Linked DNA regions of Mus musculus: all the other regions are linked to region 2. Evidence: chromatin contacts called from public HiChIP or PLAC-seq, Micro-C and promoter capture Hi-C data. All regions are on one chromosome and are shown on one strand. Each heading gives the region's core, a stretch centred on a gene start, on an enhancer-like site or on the middle of the called end of the contact. The rest is flanking DNA. Distances are from core to core; before and after follow the strand shown. Region 1 overlaps Robo1 (roundabout guidance receptor 1). Region 2 holds the start of Robo1 (roundabout guidance receptor 1). Region 3 overlaps Robo1 (roundabout guidance receptor 1). Region 4 overlaps Robo1 (roundabout guidance receptor 1). Region 5 overlaps Robo1 (roundabout guidance receptor 1).

Region 1 (2,700 bases), core at 193-2,692, 170 kb after region 2:
GTAGTATTTGTACCATCACCCTGCCTGAACCATGAGAAATGCTCTGGCTTCTAATTCCTGCCTTGTCGGCTTGAGGGAATGTCCTTGGAAGGTGGCCTGCTGTGACTGCATGGGGTCTTAACAAAAGGGGGACTCCATGATTCAGTTCTGTTTGTTACAAGAGCTTACAAGTTAGATTTTACATTTATACCTTTCTTACCCGCTCCCTGGCATTTGTGGCGGGAAGAAGCCTCGTACTTGTACTGGAGTCCTGGTAGAGGAACGTAAATCACCGGGGGGAGTTACAGTGTCTGTAGACAGTGCATACAAGGAAACCCAAACCAATATTTCACTCTGCAGGAGGTATCTTTGCAAATCAGCAAAGTAGTGTGTGCTGCTAAATATGGAGAAAATAATTCACTGGCCTCAGGAATGCCAAACACATTGTTTCTCAATGATTGACTGCACGGATTTCTGAGGGTTTCTTTATAATCACTTGTATCCCCTTATCTAGAAAGGCAGCTTATTGCAGCTACTGCCTGCTCTACCAGGGGATTAGAACAGGTAGACATTCGATCACTTTCCCCTCTGCGGCTCCCCAGACATTACAAATATTATGTCGAGCTTCGACTGACCTGCTCTTGAACCCACGTCACTCAAAGGCTGTGCTCATTCGTGTAGTCCTGGCAATGGCCTTTTCTGTTTTTAATGCCCTATGATTTATTTTTAATGCCCTCTGTGATTCGGTGTTTCCAATAGGGTGAGTGTGTGTGTGTGTGTGTGTGTGTGTGTGTGTGTGTGTGTGTGTACACATACATACCCATACATACAAATCATACACAAAAGCATGATTCAGTGAAAACTATGAATATAAAGTATTAGCATTATAAAAGGCAATATTACACTTGAGTCACATCAAGTATTTTTACATTTTAGAGTAGCTACATTTAAAGTAAAAATGAAAAAGATGAAACCAATTATGATATGATGTAATTTAACTCAAAGTAAAAAAAATGTAAACATTCTAAATCATAACCAAACAAAGATTATTGATAAGTAAGCGGTTACCTATTTTTCTACTGCCTTCAAAATCTGTATGAACTACAAATCTCCACTAAGAGCTCCATGTGGTTACTGGCAGTCTTAATAATGCAAGTGTCCATGTGTTTTAGAAACTTGCTTTGAAATCAATCTTTAGGTAGTCTATCTGGGATTCTAGCCAAATCCTGTTTTTGCTTTTTTATTTTCTTTAATCCCCTTTATTATAACTTCTATTTTAACACAGTGGTCTTTTTTTTTTTCTTGACAAATTAACTTCCTTGTAGACATCCCTTCTCCAGTCGCATTGATCCTCTGAACTTAAGCCCATTGCTTATTTGGTGGTTCACTTAACCCTACACCCTCCATTTTCCAGAGTCTGCTCTGGAGGAATTTCAAGGTGTTACTCATACCAAAGTGGAAGTTGAATGCATTAATGATTAAACCCTGAGGCTAGCTCCTATACTGTTCCATGGGATATATGCTTTCTTGACTTAATTGAAAAATATATAAACTTTTTATTTAAAGTATTAAATATTTAGAATCTAACTATAAACTGGCTTTTGTGATATTTATAATAAGGAGCCCCGGGGCTTTTGGGTGTTAGAACAGCACAGGGAGGGCTCCCCTGCTTTAAGCACAGGCTTCCTGCACCCTCTAAATGACCTGCCCTTTGCTCGTAAATCCTTTGCCACGGTCAACACAAAGCTTTGTATTGATTTACCAGTGAACCATCTTGTCATCTCTGGGCTCAGGGCCTTTGACCTTTTATTTGTTCCTGTAAAATTATGGTGTATCTCAAACTTCTTTTCTAATAGCTGCTTTAAACTTCAAAAGGCCACGGGCTTCTGTGGGAATACATTGAACAGTTTGGTAAGACAGAAAAAGGTGATAGCAAAAACATTGTGGACAGCGAAAGGTCAGAAAAGCTCTGAGTCTGAAACAGAGATCCTATGGACGGAAGACAACTCAAAAGTTTAGTGTCAGTCTAACCTGATTTAGCTTGAGTGTCTGGGTAACTTGTGTTAAATACAGACTTATTTCATGGCAGCTCACTGGGCGACACTGGGAGCATAATTAGAGTAATTTAAACATGCATAGTCCATTTAAATGGGGTGATCACAATTTATTTGCCCTAATACTAGGATTTGAATAGTCACTTGGGTTGCATTTATATAGTCCTCTTTGTGTAACACACACACACACATACACACACACACACACCCCATACCATACAGTTTCCATTGAGTTAAGGTTCAATAGCTGGAATCTTAACAGGTAATATGCGAAACCCCTATGTCAACTTTATTTTCAACTTATCTCGTATTCTTTTTTTTAAATTAAGGAACATTTTATTTTATTAGTAAGAGGTCAATCTCAGTAGCCCTTGACTGTCCTGGAGCTTGTCCTGTAGACAAACTGGCTTTCAAATCATGGAGATCCACCAGCCTCTGCCTCCCGTGTGCTGGGATTCAAAGCATGCAACACATGCCTGGTTCTCACTAGTTTATTTATTTATCTATTTTATTTTCATATGTATTCCCCTCTCCAGTCCTCCCAGGCCCTTCCCCAACACCTCCCCCAATAGAGGTCCATTCCTTCGTTTCTCTTTCTATTTCGCATAGAATAGGGTTTCCAGGGCTATCAACCAAACACAGCATATCATGTTGCAATAAGACTCGC
Region 2 (2,700 bases), core at 197-2,696:
TTCATTTTATTCCAAGGAAAATTTATTTTCTCTGTTTCTCACCAAACTATCTTTTCACAGATACCAAATCAATGTATGTCTCTTAACATTTACTGCACGTTTCTTGTTTTTACTGCTGAAAAGATTCTGGTTAGAATCTTTGACTTCTTATCTTTGGCTTGTTTACTGAGTTTTCAGTCAGCTTTCTCAGGATTAAATTGTGTTTCCTTTTCAAAGGTAAGGTGCTGTTAACCAGGTTGTCTTTTCACAGACAGTTGCTCTGAGTTCACGGGCCACAGAAGCCATGACCCAAATGAGCACATGGCTCTTTGAAACTTGCAGTTTAGGTAGGCAATGCAGGCAGTCAGTTAAGGGAAACCTGGAAAAGTCCAACCGTCTACACAAAATAAATTCAAACCCTCCTCACCTGCCGTCATGCCACCGGCCATAGTTGAAGGCAGTAAGTACTCATCTTGAAGTCATAGACCATAGCTTTGAAGAGAGTAACTTATTAATAAAAGCGATAGCTGTGTCAACAACTGCAATTTGTAGAGCCTTCCGCAGATATTATATGGTTTTCATCGTGTCATAGGCAATAATAACAAAAAAGAAAACAACGAATTTGTGAAAACTTGTCTGTCAAATATCCCAGGCATGTTTCATCTCGGGCCTAATTAGCTTACTCATGAAGTAGCCCCACAGGCCCCATTTTTTTTTTCTTCAGAAGAGAGAATAAAGTTAGTATGGCCACAGGTACCTGATACCCTCGGATTTGGGGTGGCCCAGTTTTTGAGATGCTAAGAGCCCATCACTGCAAACTTTAGATTAATGTATTACCACCCATCTGTTACTCTTCTTTAACTGTTGAGTCTCTAATATCTATAAGCTACCTAGACTCTCCTGTAAACATAATGAAGTCTCCAAGACCTAAGCCTTCACTCCTTTCTACAGGACCGCCAGCAAATTCAATAAAAAGAGAATATCCATCCACTACTATATTTTAGATAATTTACACTTTCCTAAAGCCTCTTTGCTGAGAAAGCAAATAAGTTTGTTTGTTTGTTTGTTTGCTCGTTTAAAGAGAATATGGGGGGTGGTGATAGTGGTAGTGAGTGAACTTCTTTGGAAGTTTACTGCAATTCCCTAAATCGGTAAAGAAGAGGTTAAGAGGGACCTGGAGGATTTTGAAGTCTTTGGTTTGGGAGGTTCCATTTGGAGAAAGGTGCAGGGGAGCCTGAGATGGAAAGGGACCCAAAACAAGTTCTTATTCGTTGAGATTTCTGCTTCTGAGTCGTTGAAATCTCACCTGAGGGCGCAGTTGGGCGCTCCAGGCATGTGGATGGAAATATTAACACGCAGAACTTGTCTGAGCAGCGCCAGTGAGGGCCTGGCAGGGATCGAGCGTCCCCTTTAAAGGTTCCCGAGCCGGGCTGGAGAGGGAGGAAACCCGGAGCAGCAGGGACTGAGGGGGAAACCCACGAGCTGTCGAGCCGAAAGGAGGCAGCGTGAGAGCAGAAACTTCAGACGCTGCAAGCTCCCAGCGGAGCTCGGGCGAGCCTCGGCAGCATCCTCTTCCTCCTGCTCGCTCTTTCCCACCAACCCGGGGCCGCCCGGAGCAGCCTCTCCGAAGCTTCCAGGAGCAAGGAGTAAGACTAGCCACCCCGGGAAGTTTGGGCTGCAGCTTGGTTCGGAGGTGCGTTACACGCGCCCCAGTAGAAGCAGGACCCGGGACGATGCTGGGTGCTGTGCCGGGCTGGGGGCGCCCGGAAGGCGCTCGTGCATCCGCGGTCCTGTTGCTGTCCCCGGTGCCCTCCGCATCCCGCGAGTGATGGGAACAAGGGCCCGCCCAGGCAGCCGCTGTCGCCGTACCGCCCCTTCGCTCCCTCCTGGTGCGCAGAGTCACCCAGGCGCACCCCGTGAACCTAGAGACTGTTCTCCCCAGCTGCCGCCGCTACCTTGACTGCAATCTCCGCCAGAGGGGGGTGGCCTGCTACTCTCTGGCTCTCCGGTAGACGGAGGAGCACTTTTTGGGGTGCATCTCTTCCTTTGCTCTCACACCCCAACTTTGCAATCGCCGCGCAGCGGCGCCAGGGCACACGCTGTGGAGGCGCACGCCGGGAGGCTCAGCAGGACTGTGGAGGCAGGAAACCGCACAACTGCTCCTCGGTTTAGGCTCTTTGTTGTTCGCCTTGGATGAGCCTTGGAAGTGGTTGAGCCTCTTCAGAAACCCGGAGCTAGGGAAGACAAACCTTGGGCTTTTTCTTTGCAAAGGGATTGACAAGCCTCCGGAAAGGTCGACGAGAAACTGCCCTGCAAACTCTTGGCGGATTGACTCACGTTGCTTATATTAAGCCTTTGTGTGTAGGGTGTATGGTGTGTGGCTTCCATAAATTTGGAGATCTCCGCTTCTGCTCCCTTCTCTTGGCATGAGACTGTATGCAGGACCTACCCGAGGACAATGATCGCGGAGCCTGCTCGCTTTTACCTCTTTGGATTAATATGTCTCTGTTCAGGTAACCTGCGCCCTCCTTCTTCACCCTTCATCTCTTTCGCTGGTCCCCACTCCACTCTTCAGAATCGGACCCTCAACCCTGAATTGACTCTTGGCGACCTCTCCCTTCTAAGGCCAGAGGGGCTCGACCCTTCCAGAACTTCTACAGGGAAAGGTTTCTAGTTTCGCGTTTGAGGTTGTCCCCTCTGGCCTATCACCCCAAACTCTCC
Region 3 (2,700 bases), core at 166-2,665, 140 kb after region 2:
TTCTATCCACAGGGGTACCCTCAAACCCTCTACAGTCTTCCTGCATCACCCCCAGGAATGCTGGGATTATAGGCAAAGGCCACAAAATGCCTGGCTTTGAGGAAAAAAAAATCCAGTTTTTCAACTCATATTATTTTCCAAGAGATGAACAAATATGGCTCAAGTACACATAAATATCAAAGTGAATTCACCCTGAAGTCCACGTTGCTTATTGCTCTTCATCTAACAACAGTCAAAGGGTTAAACTTCATAGCCTCTATTTGTGTGTTTATTTTATTTCCATTTGTTCAGTACCCATTAAAAGTATAATATTACATTGGTAACTCTCATTAAAATGTTGAGTAACTTCTCTTATTGGATGACCATAAAACCATTTAAATGGAATTTCTACTTAAACAAGTGGAAAATATTTCTGCTTCCGTCCTTGCCTCTTTTTACTGGGTGTTTGTTGTCCATGGTCCTTGCAGAGTCATAAATAAAACCTGCCATTTTTTTTTTAAATTCCTGGTGAGGATGCATTTTCAATAGCATATAAAGGGAGAGTATAGAAAAGGGTGGCCCCAGTTAGGAAATTAGCTCATTATGGTCAAATGCAGTGAACCAAACGACTTATCCCGTTGAAGATGCTGAGCTCCTAAAAATAGTCAGACTTTTCGAAATTAGACAATAAAAGAAAAATGCGATTCCTTGTTTTTATTTGTCACTTTAGTGGCATTTTTATTATTTCCTTCAAATGTTTTAGCACCAGATATAAATGCCTCCATCCACAAGGCTAGTCCTTTCCATTGGATAGAGGGAGGACTCTTGAATGTAAAAGGAGGAGTCTGTGAGATGGATGGGGTTGGGAGCAAAGGTGGTGCTCCCATTACACCCTCTCACAACCTGAGGATGCTGACCTCAGCCCATAGGTGCTTCTGCAGCCTCTGTCTTTCATGTGTTGCTCAGAATCCTCTCATCGATATTTTTTCCCATTATTAGAGAAACAAATAAACTCATCTCTGCTGGGATTAATTTGCCCCAGCCTGAAGCAATGAGCCTCCACTGGCAGCCACTCCCGAGCTGAATAAGCAGCCTCCCTGCATCTGTTGACAATATGAAATCCTCGCAGCCGCCAATATTCATAAGGAGTGGCCCCCACGGGGCGGGGCGTAGCAGTCAATCACCAACGGAGCCCCGGCCATTTGAAGAACAGCATATAATTCCAGCTTTTTCTAAGCTATATTTAAATGAAGGCTTTTTTGCTCCCTTGGATCAGAATGTGGAGAATCTGCGTGGACCTAATTTTACTTGAAGAGACCTAGTTATAGAGCTGGTTTGGGCTGAAAATGCCTGAAGGTATTTCCAGCTGGACATGGTTCTGTCTTATGAAACCCTGACATAAATAGCTGCTCTCTAGCAGGCCAGTTCCTCCTGCTACAGATTGTGTGCCGTGATTGGAAAGGGAACTGTAAAGTTGGGGGGCTCGATGCAGGAGTCAAAGTGCTTGAGTGTTGGGAGACCAGCGGTGCGAATTAATTGGCTGTCCTTATAGTACATATCATTTAAATGCAGTACATCTTTCTTCCTGCAATGGGTCGTCACAGTTTAGGGAGTGTAACTGATCGACTCCTTCCCTTCATTAGTGAGTGTGTGCTGATGATTTGTACGACTGCTTATTTAGAGTCAGGGTTGTCTATAGCCCAATGCTCCGTTCTGCATGCCCTGGTCTTGGAAAGCTGACTTGGCAACGGTAGAATGAAGCAATGGCAGACAGACATACAGAAAAGCCAAGAGTGGATGAGCTGTGCTGGTTCTGGTGGGAGGGGAGTCGTGGGGCGGGGCATCTACTATCCAGCCCAGAGACTCTAGATCTTCATTGGGTACAACACAAGAATGAGGGCTTAGGTCGTCTGCATGGAAGAAGTCCAGGCTGTAAACTGTAAGCAGCCAGGAGAAGGTAGCTGTGGTTCATACTGATCATAGCATAAGCTCAGTTGTTCCTCACCACTCATTAGCAAGGCTGTGACATTTCTCTAAACCTTCTCCCCTGGGGAAGAGACTTTGCTATTTCCATGGGTCTTGGGTATTGAGGTCTTTGTCATGGTCTAGGACTCCACCGACTCTCCACAGCCTTGTCTGGCTTGAACTTCTTATTTTCTTAACTCCATCTTCTGAGTGCTGGCATTACAAGCATGTTTATTGCATTTTTTTAAGTGCTAAAGACTCAACCTAGAAATCCATGCATGCTAAGGAATCACTTTCCTAACTGAGCTATACCAAAAATTCCCCGTGATCTTTTATTTTACTTCGTTTTTAACCTAGGTGTGTATGGAGAGGGCGGCCAGGTACCTTTTCTTAGGAAGAGAGATTTGAGTTTGTGTGGGTACCTCACCAAGCTTTCCAAGGGTAAAAATATTCAAATATACTCCTTTGTAGTCACAAAAATACAACAGAATAGGACTGCGCTTGTTATGCAGGTGAATTTATTTGATGACACCTTAAAAAAAGATATTATGTATCGACCTTCTGATTCTAGTTTGCATAACTAGGTGAATTGATATTGCTAGAGGGATTAATGCATATAATCTAAAATGATTTTAGTATGATTTACCAGTGAAGAACAAACCGTCCCACACTGTGACTTCTGTAGTAACTCAAAGGTGTTCAGTGAACCTTCTGTAGTTTAATGGATCTAAAGCTAACATATCTAAGGTTGTATGT
Region 4 (2,700 bases), core at 57-2,556, 230 kb after region 2:
TGCGGTAGCAAATGGACGGGGCTCTTAGGGAATGATTTAGCTAATTTCCCCTTGCGATTACTGCCTCACACTGTACTATACCTCTCTAGATTAATATAATTGCTTCTAAGTATTAACTTTCTGACACTGATCTAATGGAGAAAGCTATAGTGTAAGCAAACCACCTTGGTCATATCTGCCAGGCCTTTTCCAAGAGGTGCCTCCCTCACATTTCTAAACACTTTCCAAATATTTTTCAATGATTTGTTAATCCATTTTAAATTGTAAAGATTTGAGTTATCTTTGGAATCTGTTCAAGTTGTCACTGACCAAAGATAATCTAATTAGAGGCCAATGAACCTCCCTGAACTGTCTCAGTTACTCTAGTATTTACATCCAGGATTTCAATTTCTGAAACTTGGTTTTCTCTTCTGTCAAATGAATACTTGGACTGAAAAGGACCAAGCACAATAAAGCACTTTTTTTTATTGAAACCTTCTAGGATTCATGATGACAAATATAGAAACTGAGGTCACAAATATAGAAAGTGATGTATTTATTGATGTTTTACCTCGCCTATAAACTTTCAATATGTCCATCTGTTAGTTAAGCTGTAGTATGTCTTGTATTGAAAAAAAAATGTTACGGATCCAGTGGGATTGCTGAATGGATAAATGTGCTTGATGCTAAGCAAGATTTCCACAATCCAACCCCCAAATCCCCATAGATCTGAATGCTGTAAATTCATCTACGCCTTCTAGAAGTGTGTCAGGGCACACACACACACACACACACACACACACACACACACATGCATTCATTCATTCTCTCTCTCTCTCTCTCTCTCTCTCTCTCTCTCTCTCTCTCTCTCCCCTTGCTCTTTCACACTCACACACACACACACACACACACACACACACACACGTTTGGGGCATACCATCACATTTTTAGACCTTTTCAACTGTTCAAGTGAACCATCACTTCTTTCTGAGCTGTCACTCTCGACCATTTATGTCATAGTTTATCTTGCTTACAAAAAGCACAGTTATCTATGGAAAAACCACACCACAAACAGCTTCCATTGTGTTCTAACTGCAATCACATCCTTAAGACATAACAACATCTCTTCCATTTCTCCTGTAACCTAATCCAGTCAGAGGGCTCACATTCTCCATGGGGATTTAAATTTCCTTACATATAGGCTGCCTGGCTTTAAGGCTAGTGTTAGGGTTGGGGAACATGGTAGAGAATGCAGTGGGTGCAGGTAGGGGCAAGGTGGAGGGTTAGCTGAATTGTTCTTGTGGAATGAATGTAGTTTCATGATAAGCAGAGCCACAAGGACAGGGACTGTGATTTATGTTTTCTTACAAGAAGACCTTGAGTGTCTGCGTACAGGATTAAGATAAACAATGAATTAATAATACCAAACAGTGAGGTTTCCGTGTTAGGAGAAAGATAAATTTTATGTTGTGTCTTGTTTTGCACATGTATTATGGAGTCCGGTAATGAAGGATGTTAAGCATAGCTAACTAAAATTCACAGGAACTTCAAAGTCTATTCCAACGTTGAGTATGATCCGGAAGACTAAGATGTGACCAGATTAAGATGAATACAGATGGTACAGTGCCGCATCACCTTAAATGATTCAGTTAGTAGGAGTGCTCAAGGATTAAAACGTTCAAGCAGCCTGTCACTGAAGAAGCCTTGCAAAGCTGCTGGAAATGTCTTCACTAGGTCATTTGCAAACCATTAGAGAACCAACGGGGAGCTACATAGTAATTTAGGATTCCTTACGTCTCTGATTTTGTCTAAGTGCTAGTTTGCTGGTAATACTCTGTGTCAGCAGCCTGTGGGGTCCAAGGGACGGTTTAAATTGTCACTTTTTCCAGCAGCCTGCCATTATTCTTGTTAGGGACAGCCATGTGCTTTTTACTCCACAACTATGTAGGTAACACCATCATGGCCATAGAGCCTTCCAAGTATTTATATGGTTTGAAGTAATATACGTGTATGCCTCGTGTATCCTTTGTCACATGCTGAAGTGCTCGGCTATGTTGCTCCACGTTAGTTCCTGTTGGCAGCATGCTTGCTCCATCCTGGGATCTTGTGTAAATATTGGTAGTGGTCTTCAGTTTACTATTCCTGGTGCTTTGGTATGTCCTGGTTTTAATTTTATCAGCAAAAAAAAAAAAATGTAGCATTGTAAAATTTAGGATGTTGAAAGTAAATGTGATATTAAGTTCCTGCGAAGCTTCTCTTATTATCAGAAGTGGAGTCATGTATGGAATTTTAAAGAACTTGCATAAGTTACTTGGTGAGAAGGGACCATGAAATTGTCCCTTTTAACAATGTTCGCCTTTTCATTCTAAGCATTTATCATCATCATTTTTTTTCTTATATATGAAGTAGCTCATTAGCTCCTATTATTTAGGGAGTTTTAAAGGACTTCGTGGTTCAAATGCACAGGAACCAGGAAATGTTACTTCTCCATGACCTAGAAACACAAAATAAGATACACAATTGAGAAATGCTAGAATCTCATTTGTTTGGAGCCATCATCGTGTTAATGGGTCTGTGTCCTTCATCAATCTTTTGAATATTCACATGATCCTCTCTTTAATTATAATGTGGTGAACACTAGTCCACAGGCACAAGGAACAAACTGAAATATAATTGAAGTGGAAACAACAATCTGGTTTTAATTTTATTATTTCCTGGCTT
Region 5 (2,700 bases), core at 74-2,573, 200 kb after region 2:
ATGATCACACTAAAAACTCACACAGTGGCACGCAACCGGAAAATAGATGGTCATGAACACACAGGAAGCATTTCCTTTCCTCGTCGCTGCATGCATCGCGTCTGCAAATGTGCTGCTAGATGTTTCCAGAACATTCCAGTGCTTAAAAACTTTAATGGCACTTCAGTTACAAACCACTTTTATTTCTATTTGTTGAACAAATAATGCACATGGATGAGATAATGATTTATTAAAGAGTGGTATGTAGACAACACGCAGTAGACACGATTCTTCCATTACCTTTGGATATGCTATCCAAGTATGGTCACTTGGTTTACATTCTTTTGTAATTCATATTTTCCAACTTAAATGCTAATAATCTAGATTTTTATTTTTGCATAAATATTTGTTGATGACAGAATGAGGATAGAATTTTAACAACAGCTAATGAAAAAAATAACATTTTGATTTTAGTTTTTGATACTAATATTCTTTGAGGATGTTTTTTAGCTTTAATTCTGTGTATGCATATGTATCTGCATGGAGGTCTGGCCATGTGAATGCCTTTGGCCGTGGAGGTCAGAACAGGGCACCAGGTCTGCAAGAACTGGAGTTATCAGATGCTTTTTAGCCATAAGACATCTGTATTGGGAATGGAGCTCGAGTACTAGGGAAGAGCATCAAGTGCCCTTAACTGCTAAGCCATGGCTGTAGGCCTGAGGTCAACTTTCTTTTAAACATGTGTTCTTTCATATAGAAATACTGAATAAATCCAGTACTGTAAGAATTTTGATTAAAAAAATGAACTATAAATCCTATATTTTCATCTTAGAATATTAAGAGTCAATTTTATAATTGAATATTTACTGAAAAAACTTTCAGCCAGACAGCTCACTTGTTAGGCATTTTCTCATCCTATCCAGAATCTATTCTATGATAATTCACCTATGAAGTTTTTGGACCAATTTTATTAGGAACACCCCTGAGTTAACACAGCACACTAAGCATATATGATGGGTGCATAGAAAAGAAGGTGAAAGCTTTCAGAACAAGATGGTAAGCAGCTCATACTTCATTAGAACAAATAATGGATTCAGCTGAGTTCTCCCCACGGTAGAATCCTACACATCCTTTGTATTTTCCTCTCCTACAAATGGGGTGTTACAAAGGAAAGCTGTGAGGATTTGTAGGGAGCAAAGAGAATTCCCAGAATGTCTGAAAACCTTGAGCACGATGCTAATCTATCACGTCATCACTTCTGGAACTCCAGGAGATAAACCGTCCCAGATGCATTCATCCATTCTCAACCAGTATTTCTTGCCACTGGGACTCATTGTGTAAGGATAGCTGTGGTCTGTCTCTCTTCCCAGCTTCCCTTGCTCTGTAGTCCCTACCAAGGTCTTCCCTCCAGACAGCGCTAAGTGAACCCCCAGGAATCATCTCACCTGTAAGATGTCAGTTAGGGAAGCATGAAAGAACACCAAGCTCCTCTTCATAGACATCTCATTGAACTGAAAACTTCCAAATTGCTCTACCTCTGGGTGACTTGATGTTTTGACATGTCTGCGTTTCTATATGTTTGCCCAGTTGGAGATCTAAAAATATATGATGAAATTTCTTTTGATCTTCTTTGTTGAACATCTGAAAAAGTTTACTTAGCATGTGGTAACAATTTTAATTTGGGAGCATGCTGATAATAAAAAGATGTTATGTGCATGCGTGCATCCACAAGTCAAAAATGAGTTCACATTTTATTTGTTCTCTGCATTGAGCTTGCCCAACTCTGTTTTAATAAACATGACTATTAAGCTTGTGGCTTTTGCTAAGTCAATGCAAAGTAAACAAAGTCTGAGTCAATCAAATTTTTGATATTATCTATGCCTGGTACCTAGTAATTTTATGGATTTCGGGCATCTGCTGTAACATGCTTATTTGACTGCTCAGTGAAAATATCATATGTAGTGCCTGTGAGCAATGTGAATAGGTAACGTGTTTTTAAAAATATTATGAATTGCTAATGAAAGTCATTTTAAGCAAAAAAAAAAAAAATCCCCAACATTATAATACAGCAATGCTATACTTTGAAAAACAATTTTTACACCCACGTCAATTTGAAAGAATATTTCCTAAATAAAGTGTTCCCTCTTTATCCTCGTGCCATATGTGAAATGTGAGGATGTGACGGGAATTTTTATACATTTCTCAGTGGTTTCATTATTTCAGGTTTTTAAACTCCTTTTTAAGAAAAAGGAAAAATTTTACATCTAGTATTTGATAGCACATTGCATTACTGTTCTCTGTTTCCTTATATCATAAAGAACATTTATTAGATTATTGGCTTTTACAACTATTTTTGAGAGCCCATGAATAGAGGACATGTGCTGAGGCACATGTGTGGAAGTGAGAGGGATGTGTGTGGGTATTGTTTCTCCCCTTCCTGTATATGGGATCAGGAGAGAAAACTTAAGTCATTGGGCTTGGCTTCAGGCACCTTTATCCACTGAACTATCTCACCTACCCAAAATAGTCAGGATACAAACAAACTGAACCACTTACTACCTCGTTGTATTTTGTGATCTCATATCAAGTATGCCTTGACTCAAAACTGAAATATTCTCTTTTTATTGGATTTTTAAAATTTACATTTCAGATTTTATCCCTGTTCCTGGTTTTCCCTTCTTAAGGTTAATTTAGTACCATTTTTCCATAGGCAAATGTTGC

Evidence for each region. Promoter capture Hi-C pulls out the DNA fragments that hold promoters and counts their contacts. A called contact is a pair of places that touch in the nucleus more often than the background predicts. HiChIP or PLAC-seq counts read pairs in DNA pulled down with a chosen protein or histone mark.
Region 1: an H3K4me3 HiChIP or PLAC-seq map of neural tube shows a contact between it and region 2, with 2.8 times the contacts expected there. The contact joins the enhancer-like site here to the promoter of Robo1 in region 2. A contact is called at or near these places in 1 of 39 promoter capture datasets (liver), 4 of 484 Hi-C or Micro-C datasets (the G1E-ER4 cell line, nephron progenitors and uterus) and 10 of 115 datasets of contacts at active chromatin or transcription factors (craniofacial prominence, differentiating embryonic stem cells, embryonic forebrain and 7 more).
Region 3: a promoter capture Hi-C map of hippocampal neurons shows a contact between it and region 2, with 3 times the contacts expected there. The contact joins the enhancer-like site here to the promoter of Robo1 in region 2. A contact is called at or near these places in 2 of 39 promoter capture datasets (hippocampal neurons and liver), 9 of 484 Hi-C or Micro-C datasets (Sertoli cells, cerebral cortex, granulosa cells and 4 more), 10 of 115 datasets of contacts at active chromatin or transcription factors (craniofacial prominence, differentiating embryonic stem cells, embryonic limb bud and 7 more) and 1 of 9 other capture datasets (pancreatic islet).
Region 4: a contact with region 2 is called in a Micro-C map of granulosa cells, with 2.2 times the contacts expected there. The contact joins the enhancer-like site here to the promoter of Robo1 in region 2. A contact is called at or near these places in 4 of 39 promoter capture datasets (cranial neural crest, frontonasal cranial neural crest, liver and 1 more), 5 of 484 Hi-C or Micro-C datasets (Sertoli cells, adipose-derived mesenchymal stem cells, granulosa cells and 2 more), 15 of 115 datasets of contacts at active chromatin or transcription factors (craniofacial prominence, differentiating embryonic stem cells, embryonic basal ganglia and 12 more) and 1 of 9 other capture datasets (embryonic stem cells).
Region 5: an H3K4me3 HiChIP or PLAC-seq map of stem cell-derived neural progenitor cells shows a contact between it and region 2, with 37 read pairs. The contact joins the enhancer-like site here to the promoter of Robo1 in region 2. A contact is called at or near these places in 2 of 39 promoter capture datasets (cranial neural crest and liver), 3 of 484 Hi-C or Micro-C datasets (adipose-derived mesenchymal stem cells, nephron progenitors and uterus), 11 of 115 datasets of contacts at active chromatin or transcription factors (craniofacial prominence, embryonic forebrain, embryonic hindbrain and 8 more) and 2 of 9 other capture datasets (embryonic stem cells and pancreatic islet).

Annotation. Positions count from the first base shown.
Region 1 is chr16:72,829,154-72,831,853 of GRCm38.p6, forward strand. All of the region lies in intron 2 of Robo1 (roundabout guidance receptor 1), which reads left to right. Among named protein-coding and RNA genes, the nearest start is that of Gm52248, 49 kb to the right of the region's middle. Within about 2 kb of position 1,443, at least 13 of the 459 cell types and tissues checked have an H3K27ac peak or open chromatin away from gene starts, as enhancers often do. A contact at or near this core is called in liver and neural tube, where this site is marked.
Region 2 is chr16:72,661,703-72,664,402 of GRCm38.p6, forward strand. Robo1 (roundabout guidance receptor 1) reads left to right here and starts at 1,447. Exons shown (of 29, transcript NM_019413.2): 1 at 1,447-2,492. The coding sequence starts at 2,438. Gm29908 (a long non-coding RNA gene) reads right to left here and starts at 1,364. Exons shown (of 3, transcript XR_384961.4): 1 at 1,286-1,364.
Region 3 is chr16:72,799,171-72,801,870 of GRCm38.p6, forward strand. All of the region lies in intron 2 of Robo1 (roundabout guidance receptor 1), which reads left to right. Among named protein-coding and RNA genes, the nearest start is that of Gm52248, 79 kb to the right of the region's middle. Within about 2 kb of position 1,416, at least 30 of the 459 cell types and tissues checked have an H3K27ac peak or open chromatin away from gene starts, as enhancers often do. A contact at or near this core is called in cerebral cortex, hippocampal neurons, pancreatic islet and 1 more, where this site is marked.
Region 4 is chr16:72,889,710-72,892,409 of GRCm38.p6, forward strand. The region is part of intron 2 of Robo1 (roundabout guidance receptor 1); the gene reads left to right. Gm52248 (a long non-coding RNA gene) reads left to right here. Exons shown (of 2, transcript XR_003951923.1): 2 at 1-2,700. Among named protein-coding and RNA genes, the nearest start is that of Gm52248, 11 kb to the left of the region's middle. Within about 2 kb of position 1,307, at least 1 of the 459 cell types and tissues checked has an H3K27ac peak or open chromatin away from gene starts, as enhancers often do. A contact at or near this core is called in granulosa cells, where this site is marked.
Region 5 is chr16:72,866,773-72,869,472 of GRCm38.p6, forward strand. All of the region lies in intron 2 of Robo1 (roundabout guidance receptor 1), which reads left to right. Among named protein-coding and RNA genes, the nearest start is that of Gm52248, 12 kb to the right of the region's middle. Within about 2 kb of position 1,324, at least 6 of the 459 cell types and tissues checked have an H3K27ac peak or open chromatin away from gene starts, as enhancers often do.